Linked DNA regions of Ovis aries: region 2 is linked to region 1. A link is a contact called in public Hi-C data. All regions are on one chromosome and are shown on one strand. Each heading gives the region's core, a stretch centred on a gene start, on an enhancer-like site or on the middle of the called end of the contact. The rest is flanking DNA. Distances are from core to core; before and after follow the strand shown. Region 1 has its middle 61 kb from the start of CASZ1. Region 2 overlaps PEX14 (peroxisomal biogenesis factor 14).

Region 1 (4,987 bases), core at 58-2,557:
ACACAAAGGCACACACACACACACTTATACACTCACACCACCCCCCACTCAATCGCAAATCGCTCGTGTGGACGAGCGAGCACACACACACAGACCCAGCAATAGAGACCTCTGAGAGGATCTGCATAAGAGAACTACCCTCCTGGTTTCTCTCCGCTGCTGATCTGGCCAAAAAGAACGACAGGAAACTTAAAAAAGAAAAGGAGGAGGGATCGATTATTCGACCTGTACTTGAACCCGACTGAAAGAGATAAAGCGGAATTTTCAATAGGTCCCCTGCCCTTTTCACCAGGAGGGAAAGAGGAGAAGAAAAACAAGAGATATTTATATGACAGCAGCTGCTGAAAATAGCATTTCAGAGCCATAAAAAAAGGCAAAAAGAAATTCAATGGTAGAAAAGGCAAGAAACTCCTGTCTGCTCCCCAAAAGGCCAGGCAGGCAGCGAGTGTCTGCGGCTGGAAATGCATGCATGCTTTCTATAGATCTGTTTGAAATTATACTTGTCATTGAGGGGGAATTTATGCTTCTATTGATCTGCAAAAGGAAAATATTAAATGGTTTGGTTTTGATCTTTCGGTGACCCCAAGGTCAAGGGTAGTAGCGGATTAGTATTCATAGAATTCATCACGGAATTGCAGCCTGCATCCACTTTATGCAAACATGCTCCAAACACGCCTGGTGAAGCAGGCAGCAAATGGCCAATGACAAGAAAAGAGTCAACGGCGCCCCCTCCCACCCCCTAGGGCTCGTCTCCTTCCCGCTCCTCGGGGAGAAAAAGGAAGGACTGGGACTGGAGATGCTTTCCGGATGAAAGAATGAAGGCACCCCAAGACTTAGGGGTTTGTGCAAGAGATGGGGTTCCCCTTTGGAAGTTCAGATGATCACCCGCAGTTAGGGGGTTATGGTGTGGGTCTGAGAGACATAGGAACACGGTGGGTGGGGGGGCCCAGGAGAATAGGAGAGGGCACCCATGCCTGGAGTGGGACACCACCCAGACATCACCCATGTCTGATGACCAGACATGCACATGACACGCATGCGCACACACACAGCCCGTGGAAGCCCCAATCTTTCCTGAAGGGAGGAACGCGGCATGCTGGCCAGTGAGCCGAGAGCTCCACTCCTCTCCAAGGGTGACATTGCTTCTTGTTCCACGCCGAGGAGCGTCCTTAGTGAGAGGCACCCACGTGCCCAGCTGGGAAGGAGAGAAAGTCCAGGCGTGCATGCTGCCTGGCTCCACCCAGGCCTTCTGCTTTCTGCCAACGGCTGCGGAAACTGTGTCCAAATGTGTTTGCAACGGGGACACACGTGGAGCCCCCGGGGACAGGCCGCAAACACCCCTCCCCACCCTGGGCTCAGCACACAAGTGCCCTCTTAGCAGAGTTTGTCCCCAGTGGTGGGAACATTTGGTCAGTAACAGTCACTTGCCAACAAACTAAAAATAGCCCACCCAGCGTATCCTGCAATGGCAGGAATTCTGGCTGGTCCTTGTTCTGCTGGCTGATCGGGTGGCCAGAGGGGGCTACAGATACCGACTCCCATGGGGCCCAAGGAGCAGACCTCTGGAGACTACCTACCTGCACTCAGTCTTTATGGGGGTGCTGGCTACTTCTGTGCGTTACCTGCGGTATCATCTCACTGATCACTCACAACAACCCTACAAGACAAGGGGTTGTTACTATCCCATTGTATAGATGAGGAAACTGAGGCTCAGAGAGGCTAAGCCATCTCAAGGGCTTGTCTCTGTCCTGATGCCAAAGTCCATCCTCTCAACTGCTCTGCTCTCATGGCCTGGCATCGTTTGGGCAAATTCTAAGGTTGGTCCACATTTGAGGTTCAGGGAGAGGGGAGTTTGAAATGAGGACAGACAGGGGTGTAGAGGCCTTGGGGATTCTGGGGGGCTGTGGGGAGGAAGAGGGAGAGTCGCCCCAGCCCTGCCTCCCCCCATCCCTGAGAAGGAAGACAGCGTTTTGCCTATTAATCATGTTTCATTTATATTAGCTTGACTCGATCTACTGTATATTTGAAATGGATTTAATTTTAGATCACGCACTATGGAAGGGGGCCAGTTTGGTGTAAGGAGCATTATGAATATTTTCCATAAGCTGGATATACATTATCCAGGGACAGATATACGAGCAGAGGCCCAGGGCTCCTGGCTGGGGGAAGGGGCTGCTCTTGCCTGCTTCTCCACCGCTCCCTTGAAGCCCAGGGTCACAGGGCTTCAGAGGGAGTCCTCTCTGCCCGCTGTCCCCGCGGTGGGGGGTGGGGGTATCTCAGCCCCATCTTCCCCCTGCCCATGAGCTCATCCCCGCTGACCTTGAAGCTGCTGCTTCTCCCTGGCTCCCGGCTGAGTTGCAAGCCTGGGAGGTGTGTGGAAGGAGGGGGGGATGCCAGAGCTGTGGGGCATGCAGGGCCCAGCTCAGGGTAAAGGAGAGGAGTGAGAGTAGAAGGGAGGGGCGTCGGGACTCTCACCTTCAACCCCAGTCTCCGATGGAGACAGAGAAAGCCCGGCTCCTGGCTGCATAGCTGGTGTGAGGGCAGGTCCAAGCTGACCTTCCGCAAAGCTCCCCTGAGCCTGGGCTGAGACCCCGTTTTCTTGGGAGAGGGTCCTGGGCTTTGCCCTTTTCCAAGAGCACCAGAGCCAGGGGCTCCTTCTTGAGGATGAGAGCTCGAGGTAGTCCGGGGACAAGCCCAGGGACACACAGCAGGGGAGCAACAGAATGGGGTGACAGCCTCCTGCCCTGCAGCACTGGGTGCTGGCCTTCCACCTATCCCCGAGTCCCCTCCGTTAGCTCCACCTGGACAAGTGGAGTCACAACTCACACCTTCTAGGTCATTTCTGCATTTCTCATGCCCTCACCCCCACCCCAGGCTCCCACCCCTGCAAGTTCCGACCTTCTCACGTGGGAGCCAGGCATCGCACTAAGCTTTACAGTTGGAGGAAACTGAGACTCAGGGGGGTTGTGATATCCATACCCAAACCTAAATCTTTTCTCTCCCTCCACCCTCCAACCTGCCCCTCCACCTCGCTCCCACCTAGGCTCCCCAAGCTGCACACACTCCACATAGAACATGCTCAACCCCGCCATCAACACTGTGATCCATCCCGCCACAAGTACCACTCAGGGTGGTCCCCTTCGCTCCCTCGCCCCTGTCCCTCTAGTCCAAGTGGCCACTGTGTCGCTCCAGGAGCACTGCCTGGGCCTCCTGGAGGGTCCCCAGAGCCCCCGCCAGCTCCAGTCGCTCTCTGCACCGCGGCCACAGAGACCTTGTTTAACGCAGCACGGTTATACTGTACACACCTCCCACAGCCCTACCATCAAATCCCAAGTCCTATGCTGGCCAAGACGGCATGTCAGGGAGTGGACCCTGCCGACTTCCCCAGGGTCACCCGCTTGTCTACAGCTCCATTTCCGGTCTCCACCATCTTTCTAGCTCTTCACCTGCCTTGTGCCGTGGTTTCTCCCCACAGGACCTTGGCACAAACCCGTCCCAATGCCTAGAACATGCCCTCCCTGGATAACTTCTCCACCTGGATAACTTCTCTCTCTCTCTTTTTTGGACTACACCTCTTGGCATATGGGATCTTAGTTCCCCAACCAGGGATCGAACCCATGCAAGTGGAAGCTTGAAGTCTTAACCACTGGACGGCCAGAAGAGTCCCACACTAACTTCACTTTAATGCTCAGTCTCTACTTCAAGTTCCCTAGAAAGACTCATCATACACCCCTGACTCCCCATCACAATCTGGATCAAGCCCTACTTGTGCCTTTTGCAAATCCTACAGTCATAGGGGATTTCTGGGGGTCTGACTGTTCACACCCAGCAGGTGAGACTCTGGGCAGGCCCTGGGCCTTGTCACGGAGGGTACCAGCCAAGCTCCTGCCTCGCTACCATTCCCACATCTGTCAGCTCCTCCATCCTCTCGGCGTATAACACACCCATCACCCACCCCAGCCCGGCTGGCAGCCTTTCAGAAGTGGCATGCGACGCTTCTCTTATTCAATTCTTAATTTAAGGTTTTGTGAGTTGTAATAACCCCCCTTTCCCCCAAATCACTGGGGATGGGACCTCCACGTCAGCCCAAGACCAGGAGAGCTGAAGGGTAATTGCATTGCACGTATGCTAATGGTTGTCTGAAGAAGACAATGGCAACTGGGAACTGGGGTGGGGCCATACTCCACCCAGAGTGCCTGCGGAGTGGGGGAGCCCTGATGATTTGAGGGGCTGGAGTCAGGAGCCTGCTGGGAGCATTTGGGGGACTGTGGGGCCCACAGTCCATAGTAGAGGAGAAGAAAGGGACTAGAGTCCCAGTCTAGAGGGCCTGATGGGGAACAGACGGGCTGGGAAGGGAGGCAGAGCCCTCTTCTTCCCCCAGTTTCTCCTGCCCCACCTGCTCCCTCTTTTCTGGGGCCAAAATGGCTCCCAAGCAGGAGGAGAATCTAGGAGCATGGACATGGGGGAGGTAGAGGTCACACAAATCTTGCTCCTGTTTTCCCACAAGCTGTGTGACATCAAAGAAGCCACATAACCTCTCCGAGCCTCAGTTTTCTCATCTTTAAGAGTCTCCACCACTCTGAGTTTTTCTATTTATTTTATTTTTTAATTGTAGTATAATTGCTTTGCAAGGTCATGTTAGTTTCTGCTGTACAACAATGTGAATCAGCTATATGATACACCTATCTCCAAAGTCTTTTATGAGTATCTCCCTAGAGCTTGTTCTGTGCATTAAAAGAGATCATGGAAATGAAAGTGTTAATCAATCAGTTGTGTCCAACTGTTTACGACCCCATAGACTGTACCCCACCAGGCTCCTCTGTCCATGGAATACCCCAGGCAAGAGTACTGGAGTAAATTAGCCATTGCCTTCTCCAGGGGATCTTCCCTACCCAGGAATCAAACCCGAGTCTCCCACATTACAGGCAGATTCTTTACCATCTGAGCCACCAGGGAAGCCCAGAAGAGATCATACAGAGAGGTAAAT
Region 2 (4,473 bases), core at 577-3,076, 320 kb after region 1:
TCACGGGCTGGTTCAACACCTATTCATTTTCCTCTTTTATTTTCAATTTTTTAAAATTGCTCATTAAAAAATGAACAGATGACAGTGACAGGGAAATTCCCCCCCCCCCTTTCTCCTTCTCTGAGGGTTACAAAATCGAGAGGTACTTTTCCCCCATTTATCTACAATTAACACGCACATGCAAAGGTACCTTTCGTTTACATGGAGGGTGGGGGGAAGAGGAGAGGGGAAAGTCAACAAAAAGCCAGGAAGTTCAAAAATAAAGACACTGAGTTGTACTTGAGCCAGCCTCCTGCACCTGGGTGAGCAGTGCGCTTACAAGCGCCCTGGCTCTCAAGGAGTTAAAGGAAAGAGCCTCTCTTTCAACTTGGAATTTCCTGCTTTCCGTCATTGTGTCCTTCCCATTGTTGACTTGGGTTCCAACCCTATACTAATTAAGTCGTGGGCCCTAATTTCCTTTGTTTTACTTTACTCTGTTCTTTTGTTTTTCGCATTAAAGAAATAAAAGATCCCTGGTAGAAGTGCATGTGAGTTGACATGATAGAACACAATATGTGGAGGCTATTGTGTAAATCTGCATTTAGGGAATTCCACAGCACGCATTACTGACCTTAGTCTCACTTTAAAAACACCAATATATGCAGTAAGAGCCTTTATGAAAGGTGGCAATGTCATATGCACAATAACTACCCTTCAAGTGAAATATCTGTGTTTAAATTTTTCTTCTTGGCCCTAGTTAAAAATATTGCATGAACTGCTTGTCAGAATGTTGGTGGTTTTGTTATTTTATTAAACTAGTTCTTCCAGAAATGTATGTGGAAGGCAACAGGCAGTATTTAGTATCAAGTGGAGTTAGTGATGGACAGGGAGGCCTGGCATGCTGCAATTCATGGGGTCGCAAAGAGTCGGACACGACTGAGCAACTGAACTGAACTGAGAGTGATTTTAGGCAAGGGTGACTAGGAAGTACTCTGAGTGCCAACTTGCAGCGCAAAGGGAGCTGGGGCTTCAGCAGCAGAGCTGACACGCAGAGCTACCAGCGCGGAGGGCGACCGGAACCACGCCACAGAAAGCGCGGTGGTGCACACTCTCACTGTGCGGGAAATAAAAACCCTTGTTTTCCGGGATGACGAGATCAAAGTTCCTTCTTAGGAAAGGTTGAGAAGGAAAAGGGTTCTCTCCTTGGGGAGAAAGAAAAGCAAATTTAAATGCCTGTCCCCACACATCCCCACCTGAATTTAGAGAGCAACCCCTCTAATTTTTGATGCAACCAACAAAGCAGTTACCCAAAGAGGAGAGAAAAAAAGGATGACATTTGCCTTTTCCTTGGCTTTGAAATCCAACTGGCAGCAAATTGTTTGAAGTCTTGTTTAGAGAGGAAACCGTAATAGCCTCCATACTGAAAAGAGGAGGAAAATGCCATTATACACGGATCACGGTAGCAGTGACCTCAGCAGAGAAGGCAAAACGAGCTGGCTCCCAGTCGGAGCGTTGGCCGGCATGCCAGGAACAGAGTGAAAAAGGCTTGTGTGTGCCAGCAACGGGTGGCAAGCTTTGGGTGCTCAGTCCCAGGAGATACCAAGAAAAGGCAAAGAGTTCAATTTCCTCACATGGTGTCTTTCAGCAGCTTATTGACTGCTCCTTCTTTCGGTTTCCCTTGCTGTTTTTTCCATATTCTTCTAATTCCCCTGTACTGTTAAAGAGGAAGCAGAGAGCACCCAGGCTTCATGTTGTAAAATTAATGAAGGTGTCAAGCTGTTGAGTTGAATCACTCCAAAGGAATGTAATGACTCAGTGTCCAAGATGCTCCTGAAGAGGACTGTGAGCTCACTCTGTGGCAGTGGCTGGTGACTCCAACATTAAAAATATGTGGCTCCCAGTGCCTGGGACCTTCCTAACGACACCGCTGCCTCTACTTTCTAGTACCTTTCTCCCCACAAGTTGGATCTGATGCTTTCCAAAGGTTACTTCTAAACGCCAGCACCTTCGTGTGCTCAGCAGATAGAGGTTCAGTTCCCACTTCTTTTGAAATTGGGCCAGATGGACCCTGGTGTGAAGCTCTCTCTAGTCACGCACTACTGAGAAGTGGGATGATCAGGAAGGGGGCAAAGAGAGGGTGCATCATGGAAAGTGACACCTTTGGGCATCAAGCCATCACCGGGGGTGAGACGCTGACTAGGTGACCACCAGGTGGTGCAGGGCGAGGTCCCTGCATGATTGCTGAGCACCTTCTGCTCTGAGAGCAACAAGATGGGCCCCTGGATTCTAAGGAAGATGAGCTCTGGATCAGGAAATGCTGTCGAGCATCACCCTCCACACAGCACAAAGCTGAAACTTTGAGGAGTCACTAAATGGCACTCCTACCAGACATCCTACAAGGAAACTGAAGAAAGACAATTTTTCACTTTTTAACATTTCTAAATGTTAAAAAATAGATTTGAGGACTTCCCTGGTGGTCCAGTGGTTAAGACTTCTGCCTGCTGATGCAGGGGATATGGGTTTGATCTCTGGTCCAGGAAGATCCCACATGCCAAAGGACAACTAAGCCCATGAGCCACAAGTACTGACTCCAAATGCCACAACTCCTGCAGCCTGCAGGCTCTGGAGCCTGTGCTCCACAACAAGAGGAGCCCACACACCTCAACGAAGACTCAGCTCAGCCAAAAATAAAGATAGATCTGAATACAAAAAAAGAAGCAGTCACAGCTTAAAACAGTTCGAATCCGAAGACAGCAAGAAAAGAATTGGAAATGACACGTGGGAAGCCTTAAAATTGTCTTTAGATACCCTGATAAGCAGAAAAAAGTGAACAATTAAGGCTCAGTGGTAAAGAATCGGCTCACCAATGCAAGAGACAGGGGTTTAATCCCTAGGTCGGGAAGAACCTCTGAAGAAGGAAATGGCCACCCACTCCAGTATTCTTGCCTGGAGAATTCCAAGAACAGAGGAGCCTGATGGGCTACAGTCCATGAGATTGCAAAGAGTTGGATATGACTAAGTGACTGAACAACAACAATCCCAAACTCCCAGTCTATCCTTCGCCACATCTTGGCAATCACAAGTCTGTAAGAACAGTTTTACATTTCTAAATGGCTAAGAAAAACAAAAATCAAAAGAGGTCATGTGAAAATCATATGAACTTTGAATTTCAGTGTCGATGAATAAAATGTTACTGGAACACAGCCATGCTCATTCAGGGGTTTCTCAGGTGGTGCATTGGTTAAGAATCCGCCTGCCAGTGCAGGAGACGTGGGTTTGAAGCCTAGGTCAAGAAGATCTGCTGAAGAAGGAAATGGCAACCCACTCCAGTACTTTGCCTGGGAAATCCCACGGATAGAGAAGACTGGAGGGCTACAGTCCATGGGGTCAGACATGACTGAGCACACACACGTACACTAAGACCACCAAATCCTGGCTCTTCCTGCTATTATTTTAGATTCTTCTGTGACCTAAGGGGAAAACTAGAAGAGTTCCAAAATTATGATGCATAAGAGAGAAAGCTGGCACTCAAAAACCTTCAAATTTACAGTAAGATGACAAAAACAGTCAAGTGGAATCAGCTCCTCTCAGGGGAAAGCTGCCCTCTTCACAAGCACAGCAGCCCCTGGGAGGGCCCAGGAACAGCCACCCGCCAAGACAGTACAGTCTGGTAACCAGCTCCAGCAGCAAGGAGGGGGTGACAGACAGCAGACGTGCCTCACAGCCGTGTGAAATAAGTTGACGGCCAGTTCAACTGTCTAAGAAGGGGTATCTAACATGGGCCACATGGCTCCAGATGACTTTAGGAGTAACTTGTCCACACAATGAGGGTAGTGCAGAGAGCAAGACAAGCCATGCCCCTGACATGGATGATGAGTGAGTCACCGTATTTCACACAGCTTTCAGAGGCACTGAGATAAAGACCACAGGACTGATTCTTGTACCCATGGTCGGATGTGTACCCTCAGACTGTCTTTAGCACCAAGATGCAAATCTGGAAGAGAATCTGAATCAGGAGACAGCAGTCCAAGAGACTTCCCTGATTGCCCAGTGATTAAGACTCCACCTTCCAATGCAGGGGGCAGGGATTCCATCCCTGGTTAGGGAACTAAGATCCCATGTACTGAATGGTGTGGTCAAAAATGAAAAGTAAATAAATACTTTTTAAAAAGAAAGACAGAGACAGAGAGGTATCAGTCTAGTTGCCTCCTCTGACAAAACCAATTTAGAAATTTTTAGCTCAGCAAAGGAATCCATAGCACACAGAAGGAATTAAATGGTAATCACTGTGGCTCTGAACTGTTCAGTAACCTTTCACTAAACACCATAAACAACCACAGCTTGCAACAAACAAACATACCTTCAAAAAAATAAATGATTCAGCAGAGGCCTATTATTAATAGACAGACACCAGAGCCATCTTGGCCATGAAGGTCTCCTACCTCTAATGGGAAGATAAAAAGGAAAGTCTTCCTGTCCTACCTCTGATGCTCT

Evidence for each region. Hi-C and Micro-C count contacts between places; a contact is called where the count stands out from the background.
Region 2: a Hi-C map of muscle shows a contact between it and region 1, with 5 times the contacts expected there. The contact joins two enhancer-like sites. A contact is called at or near these places in 7 of 16 Hi-C or Micro-C datasets (hypothalamus, mesenteric adipose tissue, muscle and 3 more).

Annotation. Positions count from the first base shown.
Region 1 is chr12:42,001,239-42,006,225 of ARS-UI_Ramb_v3.0, forward strand. No RefSeq gene overlaps it. Among named protein-coding and RNA genes, the nearest start is that of CASZ1, 61 kb to the right of the region's middle. Within about 2 kb of position 1,308, at least 2 of the 54 cell types and tissues checked have an H3K27ac peak or open chromatin away from gene starts, as enhancers often do. A contact at or near this core is called in muscle, where this site is marked.
Region 2 is chr12:42,319,670-42,324,142 of ARS-UI_Ramb_v3.0, forward strand. All of the region lies in intron 2 of PEX14 (peroxisomal biogenesis factor 14), which reads right to left. Among named protein-coding and RNA genes, the nearest start is that of PEX14, 42 kb to the right of the region's middle. Within about 2 kb of position 1,827, at least 10 of the 54 cell types and tissues checked have an H3K27ac peak or open chromatin away from gene starts, as enhancers often do. A contact at or near this core is called in muscle, where this site is marked.